Linked DNA regions of Mus musculus: regions 1 and 2 are each linked to region 3. The links are chromatin contacts, called in public Hi-C and promoter capture Hi-C maps. All regions are on one chromosome and are shown on one strand. Each heading gives the region's core, a stretch centred on a gene start, on an enhancer-like site or on the middle of the called end of the contact. The rest is flanking DNA. Distances are from core to core; before and after follow the strand shown. Region 1 has its middle 15 kb from the start of Gm17250. Region 2 overlaps Gm17250 (a long non-coding RNA gene). Region 3 overlaps Gm36857 (a long non-coding RNA gene).

Region 1 (2,714 bases), core at 213-2,712, 170 kb before region 3:
GGTAAGAGCACCCGACTCCTCTTCTGAAGGTCCAGAGTTCAAATCCCAGCAACCACATGGTGGCTCACAACCATCCGTAACAAGATCTGACTCCCTTTTCTGGTGTGTCTGAAGACAGCTACAGTGTGCTTACATATAATAATAAATAAATCTTTAAAAAAAATTGCTCTAATCAAAAACCACCTGAACCAGAAAGCTTGCCCTGGCTCAGGAAGCCCTGCTCTTAGCTTAGCAGAGAGAGCAGTAGGTCGGTAGGAGGGTTTCATGTCCTGCTTGCCCTTCCAAGGGAGCTGCGGTTTCTCCAGGACAATCTCTTCTTTGAACACGACATGAAAACACATTAGTGCTCTTTTAGGAACAAAGAAATATACATAGGAAATAAAGACATTGTTTTATCAGGGCCTCATCTTCTACACTGACGTAAGCTGGCTGGAAACAAAAGCATCCCCTTCCGAGAGGAAGGTGGCTTGGGTCTGGTTTCTCCATACTTATGAGTTCTACTAAATCTACTGGACTTGAGAAATAAGTAGAGGCCTGGACCCACTTCTTCCTTGCTTGGGTTCAACCCAGTCTTTATAACTGGCCTGGTTATGAATGCTAGCCACACTATGGGCAGAAAAGGTTGCCACGTAACTAGAGCCTCTGCTGGGCTCTTTTAGCTGCATTGCATGGGCTTTGTTTAACCAGATTCATTGAAATGGATTCAGCCTCATTCCAAGTGAGGAAGAGTCTCCACTGTGAGAACAGGAAAGTTATCTTCCTTCATCTTGTCCTACAAAGGCAGGCCAGGGACGGCCAAGGATGTCTCTCTCCATCAGTCCTCTGATGCTGATGATGCATCTGTTGCCTGAGGTGACCCCTTTCTGAGGCACTCTCTCGTTTCTTTTCTTCGGGTTCCTCTTCTTGGATTCCATTTCTGACTCTTCCCTACCAAACGTGGACCTGATGCCACCTTATCCCTACTCTTGGACCAAACACTAGCCTCACTCACTTGTATCACCACTCTGAGGTTTTGGCTCAAAGTCTCCTCCCATTCTCCAGCAAAGACATAACACAGGACAAGAGGTCAGTGAAACACAGGGAACTCCCAGACTGTGTTCACTGACTCTGGGTTTGTTCTACTCATCTTAAGAGCAGGAAGTCTAGTTGTGCTATTCAATCATCTGCAACCCAAGGATATTTAAGGAACATCCAAGCCAAGTGTTGACAAAAGTCACATGGCTTTAATTAGTATTAAAAGAACCAGGCTCTTCAGGAGACACAAACAAACAGCAGCAGAACAGTCTTCCATTCATCTCTTAAAGAGAGGTAAGTCTACAGATCTGTTTTATACTTAGTGACCACCTACTGCAGTATGCAGTAACTGAAATTACTGGTAACAGAAATTAATAAAGGCACAGTCAGTTACCACAGGAACTTGACAGTGTAAGGAGGAAGTGACACATATCCATAGATGAAAATGGGGCATTGAAAGATATGTGTGCCAAGGGCAACAGGGACCTGAGGATAAGCTTAAGAGACACTGAGTCCAGGGTTGGAGCATTCCTTAAGCACTTCTTAGAGATGCTCTACATATGTTCCAGACACTAGGAACAGAGCTGAAAAGATCCCTGCTTTCCAGCAGTTTCCTAATTACAAGGTTAGCAAAACATCAAACAGGCATGTGATAGAAAACGTAGCAATGGCTAACTGGGGTTCATATGGGCACAGTGGGGCTCAGAGTTGGGGTTCAAAACACACGTGACACTCAAGACTGTCCACTGCCCAGCTGGACCTGACTCCCAGTTTACACAGCCCCCTGAATGGCTGTACTGTATCTAGGCCAGTGTGGGCGACAAGGAGCCTCCTGGAGGAAGAGAGGCCTGAGTAGACACTTGAGAACGTGTGTAGCCTGGCAAGAGAAAAGCATTTCAGGCAGAGACATCAGCACAAGGAGATACTTCGTGACTTGAGATTCCCAGACACATCCTGGGATGTGTCATTCCTTCACCACACACCCATAAGGAGCACCCAGGTCATGTACACTGGGGCTTATCAGAAGCAGGCTCCCACAGGAGTGACGTGCGAAGCTAGCCACAACTCAAAATCACACACACACACACACACACACACACACACACACACACACACACAGAGAGAGAGAGAGAGAGAGAGAGAGAGAGAGAGAGAGAGAGAGAGAGAGAGAAGCTGTTACTAACCAGGAGCCCGAGACACACCCTGGGATGAAAACCCAACGAGGGAGCCAAGGATGAAAGGGGAGAGACTGAAAAAGCTCTCCAAGTAAGCAAGGAAAAGCAAGCCAAGGAGAGAGGGTAAGAAGTAAGATGGCCTCAGGAAAGATTTCCTACAAACCAAACAACAAGCCGCTCCAACCCTGTTCTTGTGAGTGATGCATAAAGATGAGCCTGTGAGGCTGACTGCAGATGTGACCAGGGCAGCAGCAAGGGGAGCTGATGGTCCCCTTCATCCTGGAGCTTGCTGCTGTCTTCCTCAAGGGAGCGTTTCTTTCAAGGAATAAGCACAAAATACATAGCACAGGCACAGTACTGTGTGTCTTTCCTTTTGCATGCCACCTGTGTGGAATGGTGACTACTGGAGATACCCCATTCTCTTCAGCCTTGTGATGCATTCACAGCAACACACACACACACACACACACACACACACACACACACACACACACACACACACACACACACAAGGGATTTCAGGCA
Region 2 (2,958 bases), core at 124-2,623, 150 kb before region 3:
CTTCTCCTCTCTCTCTCCTCTCTGTCTCTGCTCCCTCAACTCCCCTCCCATGCCCTGAATAAAATTGTTTGTTGAGCCTTTAAGTTCCAAATTCTGCACTCACAGCGGGCACCCCTTTGTAACAGTAGACAGTGGGTGGCAGGGTGCATCATAGAGGGAGAGATTTCAGAGTTGAGACTTCTAGAAGAAGCAATTTTACATGTTCTCTGGAATTTCTAGACAAAAAGTTAAATGAACCAAGAAGAAGCACTCTCATCCCTGTACCTCGAAGACTTCTAACACTGTTCTTTGGCTAAAATTTGATTTTCTTAAACTGTACATACAACTTTTGATCATGTGTTTAAGTAGGCCCATTACTCTGGCCCTATCTGAGGAGTCTCTGTTGTTGTCTGAGGATGCTGGAATCAAAACCTACAGGTGGCATGCAGAAAGCTACTCTGCACATGGAAAAATAAAAAACAGATGTGAAGCTAAGCCCTCTCAGGCTCGCGTCATAGAATTTTCATGTTACTGACTTACCTGCTTCTCCAAACCAAAGCCAAAAGCGATGGAAAGATCTCCAAGTTACGGTAACACAGCCTGGTTCTGGAAAACAGGGAAGGGGAAAAGGCACTGTGTTCTCAAAGAATAAAGCCCAGGGGTGAATGGGAAAAATAAATAAAGAAAGAAAAAAGAAAAGGAAAGAAAGGAAAGGAAAGGTCATGACCGCTTCTAGGTGCAGGACGAAGTTTATTATAAATAAAAGGGAGAGCACAGCCAGGGGCAGGAACTGGGATATCTGAGAGTCCAGAGTGGACATGACCAAGTTGAGCTGGGCCATGTTGGGAGGGGTGTGAAGGGAGAGGAGAGGGAGGGAACCAGGTGGGGCAGCCAGAAGACCTCCTCCTCCTCTTCCTCTTCCTCCTCCTCCTTTTTTTTTTTTTTCTTGAGTGCTAGCAGATAGGTGAACCTCTCTGAGTGTGAGGCCAGTCTGGTCTATATAATATAATATAATCCAGGCCAGCCATGGATACTTAGTGAGATCTTACCTCCCCAAACATAAAAGAAAGAAGGGAGATGTGGGACACTTTCCCTGTTGAAACAAGAGCCTAGGAAGCTAGTGTCTAGAGTCTTATTTTAGATTCGCACCCCCTTATCTCCACCCCCACCCACCCCTATCCCCACTGCTGCTCAACTTGTTAGCGTTAGGCTTTTCACTCCCACAGCTCCATCTCTATGCTTGTGGCCCCATAGTTTTGCAAAACAGATCCTTGTATCCCCTGCTCTCTCCCAGTCTTATTAGGATTCAATGTGGGGATTTAAAACAAAAGCGTGGCATTCCCCGGAAGCCCGGCCTTCTAGTCTCTTTCCCATTGCTATGTTAATGAATCCATTGGATGTCACTGTGACCTACAAGCTCCAACACTGGGGGTGAGTCCTGTATCTGAGCTCCAGATGCATTCCACCGAGGAAAAAAACAAAACAAAACCAAGGATCTGAGAAGACCAAGGGGGATTGGAGGATTTGGGACAAATTCTAAGACCCAACTCTGAACTGTGAGAAAATGTGACTGGTCACAGTCCCCCTTGTCATTAAGGGTGAGAGATGGCTGGGCGGGCAGTTCTGCATCGCAGGGATTGCTGGAATACTAGCAGCTGAAGAGGAAGTGAGAGGCCCATGGCAGGGTGACCTCAGTGACAGAAAAGTCACTTCACTGTGCTGGGACGGCTCAATGGTAAACATTTCTCTGTCTGAGGTTTGCCCCTAAATAGAAATGCTGATGGTGCGTGTCCAGAGCACAAGGTCCTCTCGTGGGGAAGGAGGGCTTCAGAGATTCGGAGAACTTTATTTTCATTCACTAATTTTTTTAAAGGCTGCAGGATTTGGGAGTCAGAGGTGTATTTGAGCAGTCTCTCATAGATTTTAACTAACTCATTCCTGACCATTAATTTCTAAAGCGGCTCAAGTGTTTGGACTGTCTCTTTGAGGTTCCACGCACAGAGACCTTCCTGAGTGACTCCACACGAGTGAGTGTGGAGTTTCGGGAAAGACACTGTGGCTGAGGAGACCACCTGGTATCCAGTCAGCAGCACACAGTTCCTAGCTTTGCCTCCATGGCTCCACAAACAATGCTGAGCCTTCCCAAGCTCCAGCACAGCTGAGGAAATTCCCAGGGCTGGTATTCCAGACGTTCGATGTCCGTGGATGTGGGGAGATCTGGCTGTGGGGAACACTACACGGAGGACCGTGCAGATAGTAGTCAGAGGCTCTGTGTCTGCTGAAGGGCACAGCCACCCATGGGATGGGCCACTGGAGCCTCGTATTCAAAAGCTTTTTGAACAAACAGTCACTCTGGCCCTCCATGGCATTTGTCATTCATGAGCTTGTCTCTCTTCCTCTGGATCTTGGAAAACGTTTTATACCTTCATTTCCTCATGGAGAACGGTCTCCTATATAGTTTTTTTTTTGGGGGGGGGGGAATGGGAGGAGTTGGCTGAGTCACTACAGCTGAATACTTACTCCCCCCACCCGGTCCCCCCTCCCCCATTCAGATAAGGTGATTTTGATAATCTTCAAGTTGCTGAGGAGGCCAGGGCTCTGGTTTATCAGGGCTTAAATGAGTCAACCTGGAAACAGAATCCATTCTACCAATAAAATACCTGATGGGCATTGGATCCAAAGAAGTTCTGTTATAGAAAACATAACAGGTGGAATTTAAAATGTAGAATATCAAAATAAGTGTAAATGACCCCACAATGTAGGTCACAATTAGAAAGGACAATATAGTGTTACGGCAGAAAAATATGTCAAAATTAATCAGAAGCAAGGTTGAGTATTAGGGCTTACACATATGCACACACATACACCCAAGAGTATAGCTTTGCATGTCTGTGAATCTGTCTATAAATACATGAGTATGTAGATGGGGGGGGGCAGGGGGAAGGTCTATTACTCAGCAAAGAAAAGCCAAGATTAAAA
Region 3 (2,961 bases), core at 115-2,614:
AAACAAAGGACGTAAATAATAAACCAGATGCAGAATGTCAGGATTGTCCAACGGAGACAAACAAGGTTATAAACCAGCAAGCCCCTAACCAGCGGCACGTTCGAATCACCTGGGGAGCTTTTACAAAACATTAATATTAAGGTTTTACCTCAGAAGCCTGACTCAATGGTCTATAGTGGTACCCAGGCAGGATTTGTAAAGAGCTTTGTTGAGATGTATTTTGGATACCATCAAATTCACCGTTCTAAGTTGAATGGTATTTTAGTAAGGACATGCCTGTGCCTTCAGCATTCTGATCGTCCAGCCTGGCTCCCACTGTTCCCTCCAGATGCCCCAAGGATGATGTGTGGTTTTCTCACTTTTTAAAGATTTGTTTTAAACCATTTTAGTTATGAGTACAGCTGCCCAATGAGGTAGAGGCATCAGCTATCCGTGGAGTTGGAATTAATTATAGGCAGCATGAGGGGCACCCTGAGAATGAAATTCCAGTCCCCTGCAAGAGCATCCTGTGTCTGCATCTCTAAGCTATCTCTACATTTTCCATTTTTGACTCCCAGCGCCAATCATCACTGTGGTCCATGTCTAATCTGCAAATTCCAAGTACCAGTGTTTTCTAAAAACTACCTAGTAAGAAAGGGGGTTTTGTGTGCAGCGTCTGGCTACAAGTGACCATTCTGGACACCTGAGAGCTAAGATTCTTAATCTTGCCTCACAAGCTTTAGTCATTTTCTGTGAGAATATTTCTCTGTAAAGAAAGACCTCTAGTTTTTATATCAAACATTCTTGGCGGAAATAAAATGAATTTTAGAGCAGCCAGCTTTACTAGAATATGAAATGAAAGACGTCTGTACACATAGCCACACCCCTAGTAAAGACGAAGTGTGCATTTCTACACAGGCTTTAGGGATACAGAGCTCTTTTGTTCTGTGGTAAAATTTAAAAGTCTGAAGTACTACCTTCAAAGTCAATTTTATTGCCTTAAAAATTAACAAAAAGCACATTTACCTCAGATTGAAAATCATGGTGATTACTGCACTATTGTCTTTGGATGTTCAAGATGCCCTCGGGGGAAAGATCCAGAGAAGCACTGAGTATTTTATTGTTATGTCACATAAACACGGACCCAAGAACACATCACCGCAGGAGTCCTGGGAAAGCAATCACGTACTAGTGACCATGGAGAGTTGATGTTCTCTCGCCATTTGCGGCATGCAGGGCAAGCAAGCACTTGTGAGAGGGTGAGCCCAGGGGAGCAAGAATGAACTTGAAAGATTTCACAGAAACATCAGCCCCAGAGGGCTACAGACATGTGAGCAAACCACAGCCAGAGGCTGCCAGTGACTCAGAGATTTCTCAACAAGAAATCTTCCTTCCTCCATGGGCCTGAGCAGCCAGCCGCAGCCAGCAGCTGCCATCGGCACAGCCAGGGCTTGCGAAGTGTTATGGGGTGCAGCTGGAACGTGACCCCACCCAGATCACTCCCTAAAATTGCAAGGCTTTAAAACAGTGCCCCCAGCCAAGAAGGTGCCATCCAGGGTTCCGCCCAGAAATTCTCCAGCAACAAGGTTGTCAGCACTGGAGACAGGGTTCTGAGGCAAAGTGGCCTTTGACTGTGAATAGGGGGGAAAAAATAACAACAGCAATAAAGAAAAACCCTAGATTTTAGTCAAGTCCAAATCTACACTCTGGCTTGGAACCCTCAGCTTTTGCAGAGATGCTGAGGATAAACACTAAGCTATCCTCCACCACCACCACCACCTGTAATTATCAACCGGTAGTCTCTCTAAATTCTTCATCCATGGGAAAACTTCAAATGAGTTTGAAAGGGGGAAAAAAAAAGTCTCCCAAGAAGACTGAATACATGCTGCAGCCTGCTCTCCCCTCCTCCAAATCATAGGAGAACAGAGAAGACAGAGAACCTCAGAGAAATGACAGAAGGAAAACTCCCAGAGCAAAGAGTACTGTCAACTGTAGACATGAGGGAAAATTTTTAAGGATAGAGAAAGGCAACCTCTGTAGCCAGAAACAGTGAAGGACACACAACAGATGTACTCAGATGAATGAGCCCAAAACAAGCAGGAGAGATCAGTTGTATAGTTGTATAATGGGATGTCTCCAAGGACCTCTAGATTCAAAAAAAGGACAGTGTGGGGCAGTGGGCGGGGGGAAGCATACAGAACAGAAGGTTCTAAGGCACTCACCATCAGAGATGGCTAAGACACTAAAGTACAGCATACAAAAAAGTGGTCTTACACACACACATATACATACAAACACACACACACACACACACATCATAGGAACACACATATACTGAGCAGAACAGACAACAAGCCCCAGAGGCAACCACACCCTGAATCTGGCCTCATCCAGGAGAAATAAAAGCATTTTTTCCTGACTCACACTGCCCAGCCCCACAGTTTCCCACCTCACCACTAAAGACAACTCATCTCCGTACTCATGGGGCCTCTCGTACCAGAAGAAAACACAGACTCAAAGACCACCAAGCATCGAGAACACTGTGACCGAGATGCACCACATGCTACCAAGACAAGAGCAACCCTGCTGGGCAGTGGTGACCCACACCTTTAATCCCTGCACTCGGGAGGCAGGGGCAGGTGGATCTCTGTGAGTTTGAGGTCAGCCTGGTCTACCGAGTGAATCTAGGACAGCCAGGGCTACACAGAGAAACCCTGTCTCGCAAAAGCAAAGCAACAACAGCAACAACACCTCACAAGAGTGACCCTCAAAACCAAAGTCATCAGAGACTCATTCAACAGATTTGCCTGCAGAATAGACACAACCAAAGAAAAACTCGAAGCTGACGGGAAGGGAGAGAAGTTCTCTCAGAGTGAGGAGCAGGGAAGAGGGCCTAGTGCATGACAAGGGCATGCATTTATGAGAGAGAATCTGGAAGAACTCCTAAAAGAAAGAAGAAAACTCTTGCTTTGCTTTGCTTTG

What was found. A called contact is a pair of places that touch in the nucleus more often than the background predicts. Capture Hi-C pulls out chosen DNA fragments and counts their contacts.
Region 1: a contact with region 3 is called in a Hi-C map of bone marrow-derived macrophages, with 20 read pairs. The contact joins two enhancer-like sites. A contact is called at or near these places in 6 of 39 promoter capture datasets (the 3T3-L1 cell line, the HPC-7 cell line, cranial neural crest and 3 more), 3 of 484 Hi-C or Micro-C datasets (bone marrow-derived macrophages, granulocyte-monocyte progenitors and regulatory T cells), 15 of 115 datasets of contacts at active chromatin or transcription factors (the HPC-7 cell line, bone marrow-derived macrophages, craniofacial prominence and 8 more) and 1 of 9 other capture datasets (bone marrow-derived macrophages).
Region 2: a promoter capture Hi-C map of adipose tissue shows a contact between it and region 3. The contact joins two enhancer-like sites. A contact is called at or near these places in 8 of 39 promoter capture datasets (the 3T3-L1 cell line, the C10 cell line, the HPC-7 cell line and 5 more), 2 of 15 datasets of contacts at CTCF or cohesin (the NIH/3T3 cell line and embryonic stem cells), 41 of 484 Hi-C or Micro-C datasets (2-cell embryo, 8-cell embryo, B cells and 17 more), 25 of 115 datasets of contacts at active chromatin or transcription factors (the HPC-7 cell line, acute myeloid leukemia, bone marrow-derived macrophages and 9 more) and 5 of 9 other capture datasets (adipose tissue, bone marrow-derived macrophages, embryonic stem cells and 2 more).

What each region holds. Positions count from the first base shown.
Region 1 is chr2:71,763,864-71,766,577 of GRCm38.p6, reverse strand. No RefSeq gene overlaps it. Among named protein-coding and RNA genes, the nearest start is that of Gm17250, 15 kb to the right of the region's middle. Within about 2 kb of position 1,462, at least 16 of the 459 cell types and tissues checked have an H3K27ac peak or open chromatin away from gene starts, as enhancers often do. A contact at or near this core is called in the HPC-7 cell line and bone marrow-derived macrophages, where this site is marked.
Region 2 is chr2:71,743,721-71,746,678 of GRCm38.p6, reverse strand. The region is part of intron 3 of Gm17250 (a long non-coding RNA gene); the gene reads left to right. Among named protein-coding and RNA genes, the nearest start is that of Gm17250, 5.3 kb to the left of the region's middle. Within about 2 kb of position 1,373, at least 74 of the 459 cell types and tissues checked have an H3K27ac peak or open chromatin away from gene starts, as enhancers often do. A contact at or near this core is called in the HPC-7 cell line, acute myeloid leukemia, adipose tissue and 3 more, where this site is marked.
Region 3 is chr2:71,593,089-71,596,049 of GRCm38.p6, reverse strand. All of the region lies in intron 1 of Gm36857 (a long non-coding RNA gene), which reads right to left. Among named protein-coding and RNA genes, the nearest start is that of Gm36857, 3.2 kb to the right of the region's middle. Within about 2 kb of position 1,364, at least 76 of the 459 cell types and tissues checked have an H3K27ac peak or open chromatin away from gene starts, as enhancers often do. A contact at or near this core is called in the HPC-7 cell line, acute myeloid leukemia, adipose tissue and 3 more, where this site is marked.